Regions from separate parts of the Mus musculus genome. Here region 1 is linked to region 2. A link is a contact called in public promoter capture Hi-C data. All regions are on one chromosome and are shown on one strand. Each heading gives the region's core, a stretch centred on a gene start, on an enhancer-like site or on the middle of the called end of the contact. The rest is flanking DNA. Distances are from core to core; before and after follow the strand shown.

Region 1 (7,288 bases), core at 3,206-5,705, 250 kb before region 2:
GTGAGTTCTAGGACTGCCAGGGCTACACAGAAAAACTCTGTCTTGAAAAATAAAACAAAAAAATAAATAGAACACAAATATAAACTTTAAAAAAGGAAGATACAGGCCAGAAACTCTGTCTGAAAAACCAGAAAAAAAAATATACAGAAAAGAAAACCATGGGCAATTATAATTGCTGAAATTTAAAAATACTATCACAAGGAGTTTCTGAGTTCAAGGCCAGCCTGGTCTCCAGAGTGAGTTCCAGGACAGCCAGGTCTACACAGAGAAGCCCTGTCTTGGGGAAAAAAAAAATCACAAGCCAGAACTGGTGATGCATGCTTGACCAAATGCCATCACTTGGGTGGTGGAGGCAGGAGGATCAGAAATTCAAGAAAAGAGCTGAGCTCAAGACCATGTCTCAAAAACTAATTATATATTATGTGATAATATATCAGAAACTGGATGTGATGGTGCACGCTATAATGTCAGCTACTCAAGAATCTGAGGAGGATGGCCATTTTGTGGCCTGTTTGGGTACATAGCAAATGCAAAGCCAGTGTGAGAAATAGGGGGAGGGAGAGAGAATATAATATAGTGGGGATGTGACTCACTGGTGGAACACTTACCTGGCACACATAGGGTTTGGGTTCAATCCCAGCAGCAAACCTACCCACCTCCACACAAAATCAAGATAAAGAAACTCAGAAATTAGCACAATATGGAGAATATATGAGGAGAAAAAAGATAAAGTATCAATTTTCTTCCCCTAAAATGGGGATACTAGGAAGAGAAGAGTAACAAAGGAATGATATGAGAAATAATCAAATAAATTATAGAAAATGTTTTCCCAGGGTTGATGTATGACTTGAAAAGGCCCAATGAGTACCCAATACAATGGCTATCGAAAGAGCTATATGTAGACACAGTTGGAAATTTTTATATTAAGAATGAAAGGGGGGCTGGCGAGATGGCTCAGCAGGTAAGAGCACTGACTGCTCTTCTGAAGGTCCTGAGTTCAAATCCCAGCAACCACATGGTGGCTCACAACCACCCGTGATGAGATCTGACGCCCTCTTCTGGTGTGTTTGAAGACAGCTACAGTGTACTTATGTATAATAATAAATAAATCTAAAAAAAAAGAATGAAAGGAAGATTTTTAATTGGATATTTTCTTTATTTACATTTCAAATGTTTCCCCCTTTCAGAAGGTCTCCCCTTCAGGAACTCCCTATCCCATCCCCCTCCCCCCTGCCTTTATGAGGGGGCTCTCCCACTCACCCACCCACTCCTGTCTTCCCGTCCTGGCATTTCCCTACACTGGGGCATCAAACACCCGCAAGGTCCAAGGGCCACTCCTCCCATTGATGTTCAACTAGGCCATCCTCTGCCACATATGCAGCCTGAGCCATGGGTCCCTCCATGTGTACTCTTTGGTTGGTCCAGTCCCTGGGAGCTCCAGGGTGTCTGGCAGGTTGACACTGGGGCTGCAAACCCCCTCAGCTCCTTCAGTCCAAAAGGACGATTCTTAAAAAGCACCATAAAGATACAGGAGTGGTGGCCAGTACCTGTAATTCTTTAACTTAAGAGACTTGATCAGAGTTGTGAGTAGGGACCAACCTGGGGTATATCATTTTAAGGCCAGACTAGCTGATAATGTGAGACTATGTAAAAACAAAACAAAACAAAACAAAAAAAAAAACCAATGAACAACACTCACCTTCAAACCCTAATAAAACAAACAAACAAACAAACAAACAAACAAAAACCCCAGAAGGTATCACTATCAAAGACAATCTTCTAGTAGCAAATAATTATTAACTATATCCTTGTATTTTTTGTTTTGTTTTGTTTTGTTTTGTTTTGCTTTTTGGTCAGGTTGACACAAGGTAGAGTTATCTAGAAGAGAGAAACTCAACTGAGAAAATGCTTCCATCAGATTAGCCTCTTAGATAAGTCTGTGGGATATTTCTGAGATTAATGATTGATACGGGAGGACCTAGTAATTCCACCCTTCGGCAGGTTGTCTTGGGTTGAGTAACAAAAGCAGGCCTAGCAAGCCATGAGAGCAAGCCTGTAAGCAGCACTCTTCTTCCATGGTCTTTGCTTCAATTTCTGCCTCCAGTTTCCAGCCTTGACTTCTTGCACTTGCTTCCATTGACAATGGATTGTTACTTGAAAATTGAAATAAAACCCCTTCACTCCACACCATGCTTTGGGTCATGGTGTTTATCAGAGGAACACAGAGTAAGCTAGGTTTTGCATAGCATTTTCCTCCAACATTAAAACTAACGTGGACTAGTGGGTCTTTCTTCAGCGACAGAGTCCTAAGAAGAATGACCAGGTGATGAGAAAAGAAAGATAATAAAGAAAGATTAAGATCAGGAGGTCTTGCACAAGCTGAGGCTCATGGAACCTTATTAAGAAGTACAGTATCAGGCCAGATGTTGTGGCATACCCTTTAATACCAGCACTTGAGAGGCAGAGGCAGTTGGATCTTCGAGTTTAAGGACGGACAGTCTGTTCTACTTGAGTTTCAGGAAAGTCAGGGCTATACAGAGATCCTGTCTCAAGACAAATAAAAACAAACAAAAGAAGCACAGCATCTTACATATAGTTTATAGGTGAAATGGGACAAAATCAGCAGAAAATAATTATACAGTTGGGATGAAGTCAGCAGGAAGGTAATGAAGAAATGTTTCACAAAGGGAACACAGGATATATATATATTTAAAGATATAATTATTTATTATGCCTCAGTACAATGTAGCTGTCTTCAGACGCACCAGAAGGGGGCATCAGATCTCATTTCTGATGGTTGTGAGCCACCATGTGGTTGCTGGGATTTGAACTCATGACCTTTGGAAGAGCAGTTAGTGCTCTTAACTGCTGAACCATCTCTCCAGCCCACAGGATATTTTAAGTGCAACACAGACCCTACCACAAAGCAGCCTTGGCACTGAAATACCAGTCTCATCAAGGCTGAAATGCCAAGTTCCCATGAACTGAAATCTTAAAAATTTCAAGGTTGTGGCTCTGCTCCCAGTCAGAATCTTGTCTAATCTGCAAAGATATAGAAGCCAATTCCCTTTGTCCTTTCATAAGGGCTTCTGAGAGCCTTAGATCAGCCAGCTTCTCAACAAAAGTCTTTCATCTTGGAGAGAAGCTCCTTAAGATACAGGGTGTTTGAAAGGAGGCAAAACATCCATCCTGCAGGAAGAACTGTTAAATTCAAAAAGTAAATAACTCAAAAGCTTCAGGAAGTTCCTGAAACTGACTAGATTCTCTATGCCTCTCCCTCCCTATGCATGTAAAAGTGGTGAGAACTACCTAGATGCAATCTCAAACCATCTGAGATGAGCTAAACTGATTGGAAGTGGCTCAGAACAATAGAACTACCTGGAAGGTACACTTTTCAGCCTGAGCTGCCTATGGGTAGTATGGTATGCTCTGGGTTTCTAGCTGTGGTGAGCTGTCTCTTGTGCTGGGATGATACAACTTTTGAGTCATTTCTGCTTCCATAAATAACTCTTCACCCAACTTCCTGTAAAGTAACCTTAGTAAAACTCACTGGATCAAATCAAGTTAGATTTATTTAGCGATATATATATATGTATGTATGTATGTATGTATATTTCAGGTAATTGTGAGCTGCCTGGTATGGAAGCTGGGAATTGAATTTCTATCAGAGCAGTTAGTAATCACTCTTAACCACTGAACCATCTCACCAGCCCCAGATCTTTTTTTTTTTAATATAGGATTTCTCTGTATAACTCTGGCTAGCTGGGATTAAAGGTATATACCACCACACCTGGCCTCAAGTAGGACTTTGGTGGTATTCTTTGGTTGGTTCCCTATTAGGGCTGAGTAGATGTCTCCCCAAGAATAGTGTCACAAAAACTAAAATCCTAAATTGTTCAAAATGAAATACATCTTCTAGGACTTATTATCTTCTTGGGTCCTGACTAACCATGTTAATACAATATAGAGCCTTAACTAGTAGCTTCCTCAACTGTGAAATTTGAGTCTTAGTTCCTCAAATACTTGGTTTTTCCTTAAAGGGCTTCTGTGAGATCCTATGCAAAACAGTCAGTTGGGGAGATGGCCATCCCAAGGATTTACCTAGTTGGAGGGGAGTTCTGATCTACACCACATGATTCTACCATGTGTAAACCTCACCACAAGCATACACATACTAAAACATTTTATTTAATAAAAGAAAGATGAGCATAACGATGAGGTGGGATATACATAGAAAGTTCCTGGAGAATACTGGTTCTTGATTATTGTCAAATGATTGTACAGTAGCTCTTGTGTTTGGATATTTTTGTCCAGCTACTAGTGCTGTTTGAACAGTTTGTGGAACCTTTAAGAGGCGGAGCCTCATCAGAGGGAGTGAGTAGTTGGATACAGCCTTATGCGTTTATAGCCTGGCCCAATTCTTTCTTTCTCTGCTTCTTCACTGAGAATGTAACGTGACCGGTAGACTCTGATCCTTCTACCAAACCTTCCGTGCCATGGTGGAATTTATCCCTTCAAATTGTAAGTCTGAACAAACCTTTTTTTCTATTAAGTTACTTTTGTCAGGGTATCTTAGCCCAGCAAAAGGAATACTGCAGCTTGTGTTGAAGAACATGAAGTAACTAATCAAAGCTGCCAAGCCATGGCCAGTTCCTTGTGTAAAGGGGTGGAACAGGAAGCTACAGTTGGGTAATTGTGTGTTTTGATTAAGAACATGACCTTTGTCTCGTCATCTTTAAGGCGACTTTAAGGGGAAGACATCACAAGACCACTAAAGATAACTAGTGAAAGATTTAAGCAGCCCTGTTCCTGTTGGGCTTCAGAGGCCTGATTTCTGGGGACTTTATACACAAGTGATAAAGAGTTGTCTTGAAAATATTATTAGGTTTTGTTAAATGTGATCAATCACTTCTTCCCCCTGCCCATCCTGCACTTCCCTTCTCCTTCTTGCTTTGGCCCCGCTTGCTCCAGCCCATAGAGTTTTTAAAATTTGTTTCTCATTATTGGTGTTTGTGAGCCAACATGTGGTTGCTGGGATTTGAACTCATGACCTCCGGAGGAGCAGTCAGTGCTCTTAACCGCTGAGCCATCTCACCAGCCCAAATGTGATCATTCCTACTTGACTGCCAGATGTGTCTTTAAATCAAAAGGTGTACTTTACCTTAAATGTCTTCAGTTTGCACAGAATCCCCACACTCAGGAGACTGGGCAGGATGGTGTCAACTTTGAGGTCAACTTGGGTTTATAGCATGACCCTGTCCCTAAAGCAAAATAAAAATGAATGGAACAAATGAAAGCCTTCAGTACGCTGCAGTTTTTGTAGAGAGATGGGTAGAAGACAAATTTCATTCTGGATGAAAAGATCAAGGTAGAGTGTGTAAGATGTTATAATGAGGATCTGGTCCACTCTAGCTATAGGTATGCATCGAATACTCCTGTGGGGTAACTGAGATGCTGAAAATGCAGACAAGGACCTGAGGATTGGTCATAGCAGACAGTGAGGTGTTTGTAAGGTTCCCTTTGGTCTAAGTAATGATTTACTTTTCAGAAATTCTCTAAGTGGATGACCTCTAGCCTGAGTCAGATGTTGGAATAGAAAGAGGTTGTTTTAGACTAACTTGATCTTTTGTATTGGATGATGACCCGAAGAACAATGTCATTCATTAGGACGGAACAATGAGACTGAAAAGATCTCAGGCCTAGTAAACTAGATGGTAATTTTGATTAGAAATGGCCTCCAAAAAGGAGGAAATTAAAGGAATTACCTCTGAAATGTCAAATGATTTGGTAACTAAAGCCAGTAACTGGTTATAGGGTCTGTCTCACCAACTCCTCAGTCTGTGAAAGCAACAGAGCAAATTTCTAATTTCTTACAGCCTTGCCTTCTGCTGACACAAAGGCAGAACTTACGGTGTCTATAAAGCAGTTCTTATGGTTGCACATGGTGGAAAACACCCATTATCCCAGCAACCAGGAAGTGGAGACAGAACTATTGAGAACTACATGGTCAGTTCCTGACTCAAATGTCCATATCAAAGAAAGAATCAAAAAACCCAAGTAGGCAGGTCTTCTGTTAGTGCCATGCCTGGTGCTGTTTTTGAAGTGTACTAAGAAACTTCTTTTCTTTCTAAATGAAATAAATCAGCAAAGAATGTGATGTGATGAAGGCCTTGGGCGTTCAGTGTGGACTACAAATCTCAGGGCATTTGTAGTGGTCTGAATAAAATAGCCTGAAGGTAGTGAGGAAACTTTAATGGTGTGACTATTCCATGGTACATAATGTATTGACATAACTAATCTTGCCAATTAGAAGCAAAGGCAGTTAATTTGTGTGTGTGAAAATCACTTAGAGATTTTAGAGGAAAAAATTCCTACACTTGAACATTAATATGTGCACTTTTATTATTTATAAACTCTACAATATTATAATCAAATCATATGCCTGATAAATATGATCAGATAAACTATGATATACATATACAAAATTATAAATTTAACAAGGCAGTGTCAAGTATGGACACAAGCTATCTTATGTGTTTGTATCATGAAAGTATTATGTTAAGTGAATGTCACTAATTAGGAGGACTATATATTACTGTCCAGTTTTGTGAAATGTCCAGAATATGTAAATTTAACAAGGCAGAGTAAACTAGGTACCCACCAACTGCTCTCTACTCCCTGACTGAAGACACAATTTGATCAGCTGTCTCAAAATCCTGGCACCATGATTTCTATGTCATGTCGAATATGCCCTAAGACTGTAGTCTCCAGCCTGGAGAGTTTATATTCTGGGATGTGGGAGAGTAAAAGTCAAGCCAATCTGGCCAGTTCAGGCTTCTCTGATATAATGTGGAAGAAATCTTTTTCTTTTCTTTCCTTTTTAAAGAAAAGATTCATTTATTTTATGTATGTGAGTACATTGTAGCTGTCTTCAGACACACCAAAAGCAGGCATCGGAACCCATGCAGCATCATACAGGTGGTTGTGAGGCTGGGAATTGAACTCAGGACCTCTGGATGGGCAGTCAGTGCTAATTGCTGACCCATCTTTCCAGCCCCCAGAAATCTTTTTCTCTAGATAGTTCTTTTTAAAAATATTGTTTTCCTTATTATTTGATAGTCTCAAGTATCTTTTTTTATTAAAAAGACATATATCTTTTTATGATATATATGGTATATCTTTTAAAATTTTTCCAAAAATTTATTGACTGCATATATTCTGTTAGTTTGTGTGTTAAAATCCTTTAGGTACTTTATTTACAAAGCTTCATACATCCATATGATGTATC
Region 2 (7,033 bases), core at 4,196-6,695:
GAATTAACCCATTTATTCTATTCTATAAATGCTGCACGGCTGGTTACCTCTCCTGTTTCATGTGTCTGTGTCCTTAGAGTTTGGGGAGAATCTCCCTTGACTGACCCTATCCCAGAGATCCTCTTTCTTTACCAGGACTCCACCTCCTTTTACCTGCCTTAGCTAATAGGCCTTCTGCTCTTTATTAACAGTTGATACTTCCATACTGTACATAATATATTATCTTTACATTTTCTCCTTTTAGTCCAATAAAAGACTCTTTATCTTACAATAATAAGCTATAAACAATAATAACAATTGTGAGAACCACCAGGTAAGATTACATTCATAATCTCCAGTTCATATGGGTTTGGCAACCTTGGAGGAAGTATTCTGCTACCTATCCTATCTTGGCAAATTCAGAATTCTGTCCCTAAATAAATTTCTATCATAAGAAATTGGTTGCATTACCAACCTAAGAACATCTTGGACCTTAGACCTTAATCCTGCACAACTTAAGCTTAAGTGTAAGACTGTCACTATTTCATTCTCAGCCTCACCACAGACCTGAGAAGGAAGAAATATTGCCTGAATATGCAGGAAGTGCAGGCAAGCACCTTTAAAACTATAAAAATGACATATAAAATGTCCAGAAAGCTGGGTGTCTAGACAGTCACCCACAAAGTTCTCTGAGTCATTGGAATATCTTCTTGGGCCTTCTGGCCCAGAATACCTGACAGACTTTTCTGTGAAGCAGGAATTATGAAGGACTTGCCTGCCTTGTCCTTGCAAAACTCAGCAGCCAACTTCTCTGCTCGTCGCTGGCCTCCAGGAAGCACCCGCTCCTCGGGTATCAACCACTCCAGCTTTCCTCAGAGAGCGCCAGCTGAATCCTCCGTTGTTTCTCCTCTCTAACTCCTGGGGAGATCTGAGGTCTCCTGGCTTTGTCTCTGTGTATGCACACTTCATGGACCACCTCATCCAGCTGACTGGCTTTAAATTCTCAGTCTCTACCTCACCATTTCCAACTCTAACTAAGACATAGGCCCTGAACTACTCAATTCATATCCAATTCTTCCTAATGGAAATTTCCATTTTAAAATCTTGATTGTTATTTTTTTTCCACATAAGTATTTTTGTGCTGAAGATGTTGGTCAGTGGTTATGGTGTTTTGAATAACAGTGTTTCCCCCTAAGCTCATGTGTTTAATTATTTGGTCTCCAGTTGGTCATGCTCCTCGTGGAAGCTTAGGAGGTGTGATCTAGGAAGGGCTTTGAGAGTGTAAGACCTATCCCTGTTCACAATTTGCTCTCTGTGCTTCAACTCTGGTTCAAGATGTGTATCTTCAGCTTCACACTCCTGCCATGCCTGCTGCATGTCTCCCCACCATGATGGACTCTTAGCCTTCTGGGACATATGCCCAAATAACCCCCTTTCTTCCATAAAGAAAGGCTCTGGTGATTTGAGTGGAAAATATCTCCCATGGGCTCATGTGTTTGCATGTTTGGTCTACAGTTGGTGGATTCGAAGATGTAGCCTTTTTGGAGGGGGTGTATGGCTTGGGTGGGTCTTGAGGTGCAAAAGCCCATGCAAGTCTCAGTTTCTCTCTCTGCCAATTGCCTTCAGATCAAGATGTAAAGCTCTCAGCTACTGCCCCAGTGTCATGCGTGTCTGCTTCCCACCATGAAGATCATGGGCTAACCACCTCTAAAGCTGTAAGAAGGCCCCAGTTGAATGCTACAAGAGGTGCCTTGGTCATGGTTTCTAGCAATGGAACAGTAACTAAGACAGACTATGACACTTCCATCTCTTGAAACTCTCCCTTTGTTCTTCTAGTTACTTAATAAAATCCTGGGAGTTATCGTTAGTTTATCTCTTTTATGTTTTACATATAACCTACTGGCAAATCCTGGAGGCTCCACTTTGAAAGTATAGCAGATCTCACATGATTAGCCTACTTTCTTCCTTGAAACACATGGTATAGTTCTATCATTAAGTGAGAAGGCTTTTTTCTGAAGTCAAATCATGATCTGTCACTACCTCACTATTTTACTATTTTTCAATCATCTCCACAGTCAGAGTTAATAGTGTAAACTCAAGTATGCCCTATATATGCCCTAGTCTTGGCTCTCTTTTATCTCCATTTCCTTAATCTCTCCTTCTTCTTACTATGACTGTACTGGCTTCTTTCCTATTCTCTGAATATTCTATGAACACATTTTTGCTATTTTTTAATATTAATTTTTCTTTATTCTTTAAATTTTTATACACAGAGATAATGAAACATGATAATACCTATCATCTCATCTATTTCCTCATAAAACCCTACAAAATCTCTATAGTACATGCCTAACTTCATATTTCATCTATCTATCTATCTATCTATCTATCTATCTATCTATCTATCTATCTCCCTCCCTCCTCCCCTCCCTCCCTCCCACTAAGTCAATTAGTGCTGTCCATATGAGTGTGGGTATGGGACCATCAACTGGAGCTTGGGAAAACTATCAGTGGCTACACATTTTGAAAAAAAAAAAAGAATGATTCTCCTTCCTCCTGCATTTATCAACTGCCTACAGCTCTTCAGTGAGGAATGAGGGCCAGAGAAGACATTCATCCATGAGAGAATTTTAACTGAACTGGTTATGTGTAGATCTTGTGCCATTAACCACAGCTGGTGTGAGTTCATGAGTGCAATAGTCACATCAAATTCGGTGGTTTTCACTTCATGGCACTCCTCCCCATCATCCCTCTCTTACATCATTTTTAACCCCTCTTCCACAACATTCTTGAGCCTTGGTAGTACAGGGGGAGGCACCAGGAAAGACATGCCATTTAGGGATCAGCACTCAATCTCTTACTATAATGACTAATCTTGGCTGTTAATTTTGTTACATCTGGAATTATATAAAAGTCAAACAGCTGGGTACAACTGTAATGGATTTTCTTGATTGGATTGCTTATAGTGGGAAGAACCACCCTAAATCAGGGCCATGCCTTCAAGTGTCAACCTACATAAAAGACACGAAAGAAGGATGTTTTTTGCTTTAATCCTGCTTCCCCTCACTTTTACTGGAAAAAAAAAGTTCCATCTATCCTGTTGCTGAGGCATTCCTTCACTAGTACTAGAACTTTCTTCTTGGGGATTCCAGTGTAGACTGATGAGCAGCTGAGGCTTCCAGCCTTGTAGACTGAACCAGATTATTGGCCTTTGTGAGAAGGAACAGTTATTGTTGAACTAGATGAACTGATCAACAGCCTGTAAGCCACTAAATTGAGTGTGAGTGTGTGTGTGTGTGTGTGTGTGTGTGTGAACTATTAGTTCTGTTACCTTAGAGAACCCCAACTAATGCACTTACTCTCAGCACATTGATGAGTTACACATCTCAACATCAACTGCTACTGGCTGCAAAAAGAAGTTTCTCTAACTAAGGTTGGAGGAGCCTGGGTCTACAAGTATAAACAGAAATATTTAAAAAGACCTTAAACAACATAGCCAGCCAGCAAAAGAGCAATAGTGGTGTGTAAAGGGTGGTCCTGATTCTTTGATCAGGAATCTGTATTTACTGGGGCTGAAGGTCCTTGCTCCTAATTGGATTTTGGTCTATCAATAGAGATGCCAGTAGCCAATAGCTGATGACAGGGAAAGACACAGAATTGCAAGGGAAGGATGGAGAGAGAATCAGGAGGAGGAGAAGGGGGCACAGTAGTGGAGGACGTAAAGCCAACCAGCAATGTGAGTTTCCTCTGGCCACTTCCCTGACTGGGCCTGGGGTAGTAGAGAAAAAATTAAGAGTGCCCAGTCATTGTGTTATCCAAGGCATTTCAAGATTAACTGATTAACTGGTGTGAGTGACTGTGTGTGTGTGTGTGTGTGTGTGTGTGTGTGTGTGTGTGTGTGTGCATGTGTGTTCTATTTGTGCTACAGTGGGTCTACTCTAGGGTCTATGACCTACCTCCCCAGCCATGAACTTTGGACAAGGATTACAAAACCAGGCAGGAAATTCCCTTCAGTAGACTGCCCTCAAATGTAATCAGAATGAGGTTTGCTATGTCATCGAAGACATGGCATTATTGCACAAGAAGAAATCCTTGGCCTAGTGGAATAGTGGTGATATAGCAAGCAGAGACCAGCACTGAGAAGATCATTGATGCCCTCCTCACAACTTCCTGCAGTCTGCATAGCATCTTCTGGCACTGTAAAAGCTAGGATGTTTCCTAGTCAGTTTGAGACTGATTCACTTATGCCCTGCAACAAAAATATTTATATATAGTCTTACTCAAGGGGCTTTATAGTTGTTACTCCTTTTTCCCAGCAAGCTCTCCCTTCTGTTCTAGTCAGAGTTCTCTAAAGGAATAGAACTGATAGGCTATACAGATGTAGGTCTACATTTAAAGATAGATAGATAGACAGACAGACAGACAGACAGTAGATAGATAGATAGATAGATAGATAGATAGATAGATAGATAGATAGATATGGATATATAACCAAATACATGGGATTTATGAGACTGACATACAGGATATAGTCTGGATAGTCTAACAATGGCTATGTGAGACATATTGTCCTATGATGTGTGTGACAGTCATTGTTAGAATGGCTGAGAATTGGTAGTTAGTTGTTTAGTCTACAAGACTGGATGTCTCAGCAGTCTCAACTTGGCACTGGAGTCCTAGAGGATTCCTGAAAAGCTGCTGGTTTCAGTCTACCTTTTAATCATGCAGGAGATGGTTCTAATACCAATGAAGAAGTGCCACAGCAACAAGATAGATGAACTTGCCCAGTGATAGTGAGGGCACACCAATGTCCTTCTTCTGTGTCTTTTTATCTGGGCAGCTACCAGAGAGTACTCCCTACTGTTAGAATGAGTCTTCCTCCTTCAAGTAACCTGATCAACAAAACTACTCTCAGAAATGCCCAGAGTTTGAATTCTATTTGATTGAAAGTGTAGTAAGGTTGAAAACCAAGATTAGCCATCTCACGATGATTTGAGAGTTCTATAAAGGATCAAAGGATCAGGTGTTGAAATGGAATACCCATTGTACTATTCTAGGAGTGGAAACTTGATTGTTTTCGAGGTGGGATCTATGTAAGCTGATTAGAATAAATCATTGAGGTGAAGATCCCATTGGATCCTGGTGAGTTCCTAAGATAGATCAAAAACAGTCCCTGTTCATAGACACATGGTAAATAAAATAATTTTAGAAAATTAAAAACAAAAGTTGACAGGAAAGAGAGGGTGGAAGGAGGGTGTTCAGATGCAGATGTTAGTAGAAGACACTGTGTCTGGGCCTACACTGTGGTCTGAATGTGAAATACCCACACAGGCAGCTCATGGTTTGAGAATTTGGTTTCCAGCTGGTGACACTGCTGGGTAAGAGTTTGGATCCTTTAAGAGGTGGAGCATGGTGGAGGGTGTGGGCCACTGGAGACTCTATAGCCTGGTGCCACTTCCTGTTCATTTTCTCTGCCCCCTTGCTGCTGATGCACTGTGACCAGCTGGCTTCCTGCTCCTGCCAAGCCTTCTGTGCCACCTTGAGATACAGATCTTCATACTGTAAGCCAGAATAAGCCTTCTTTTCTGTGAACTGCTTTTGTCAGGGTTATTTTATCCCAGCAACAGAAAAGGTAACTCCAGGCTGTGCGAGGGGAAATGAAAGTAACTAAGCCTAGCCTTAGTCTGTCAAGGCAGGGCCAGCTCCTCTCTACAGGGAAGGAGCAGGAAGCTAGCGTTGGGTAACTGTGTCTATAGATAAGAACATGACCTTTGTCTCTTAATTGCTAAGGAAACGATGTGTGTGTGTGTGTGTGTGTGTGTGTGTGTGTGTGTGTGTGTGTGTGTGTGTGTGTTTGGAGAGAGAGAGAGAGAGAAAGAGAGAGAGATCATGAGACAACTGTAAATATAACTAGTCAAAGACTTGAGGATTGATAGAACTCCAGGCGACCAATGCTGGTCATTTTAATACTTATGACAAGGAGGGGTTTTGTTTTTGTTTTTGTTTTTACCTTGTTAGGGATAGTCATATGTGGTATCTATTTCACTAAGGAAACTCCTCCTGGATATTATCTGATGAAAGAGTGTGCCTTGTCTTAAAAGATTCAACTTGACCAGGTATGGTGGCACATGCTTATAGTCCAACACTTAAAAAGCTGAGGCAGAATGGTGCCAACTTAGAGGCTGCCAAACACTATAAATCAAGGCCCTGACCCGCAGCTTTCACAAAAATGTAGTAGCTAGGAAAATTCCAAATTGAATGAGGTTGATAAAGCATGATGTGAAAGATTTAACTCTACCTAGAAGCAGATTTGATATTCCTTTGAGAGTGTTGAAGTGGGTGGATTGGCCATATGCTTATATGAAGGTGTTCTTCATTTTGTTATATTTCATTATTTGATAACTTCATATCTGAGTACTCTGTTTACATTATTTCAACCCACCCCTCTCCCATCCCACCAAACTGCCTCTCAAATTCCAGAGCCTTTCTTTAATTATCTCACACACACACACACACACACACACACACACACACACACACACACACACACTTACTGAGTCCATCTACTGTTGCTCATATGTGTATGTGTTTGGGGCTGAGCACTTGTGATTAGATAACACTTTAAGGGCTTGTCCCTGATGAAGAATAATTCTCCTCCCAGCAGCCTACACTTCTTCTTACAGAGATGAGGCCCTGTGACATTTTCCCTGTCCACACTGGCATGTCATACAGGTGTCCTTCTCCAGGTCTTGTTTACCCAGCCATATTGTTGAGCTACCATGGGTGCATGGGTGCAGCTTCCCTGTCCTGTAAGGATGATGTTGGCTATGAGTTTGTCATCCACAGGCTTTATTACGTTGAAGTGTGTTCCCTCCAGTCTTTCTCTCTCTAGGACTTTCATCATAAATCCATGTTGAATTTTGTCAAAGGCCTTTTTTGCATCTCTCATGATAGATGGTTATGCAATGTTTGTCAGTGATTTATATTACATTTGTTAACATACAAGTGTAGAGCCATCCCTGCATCTCTGGGGTAAAAGCCAATTTGATTGTAT

What was found. Promoter capture Hi-C pulls out the DNA fragments that hold promoters and counts their contacts.
Region 1: a promoter capture Hi-C map of stem cell-derived epiblast-like cells shows a contact between it and region 2, with 2.7 times the contacts expected there. The contact joins the promoter of Naip1 here to the promoter of Naip2 in region 2. A contact is called at or near these places in 8 of 39 promoter capture datasets (the 3T3-L1 cell line, cranial neural crest, embryonic stem cells and 4 more), 1 of 115 datasets of contacts at active chromatin or transcription factors (bone marrow-derived macrophages) and 3 of 9 other capture datasets (adipose tissue, liver and pancreatic islet).

What each region holds. Positions count from the first base shown.
Region 1 is chr13:100,450,031-100,457,318 of GRCm38.p6, reverse strand. It overlaps Naip1 (NLR family, apoptosis inhibitory protein 1), which reads left to right and starts at 4,455. Exons shown (of 16, transcript NM_008670.2): 1 at 4,455-4,521.
Region 2 is chr13:100,200,534-100,207,566 of GRCm38.p6, reverse strand. Naip2 (NLR family, apoptosis inhibitory protein 2) reads left to right here and starts at 5,445. Exons shown (of 16, transcript NM_001126182.2): 1 at 5,445-5,540.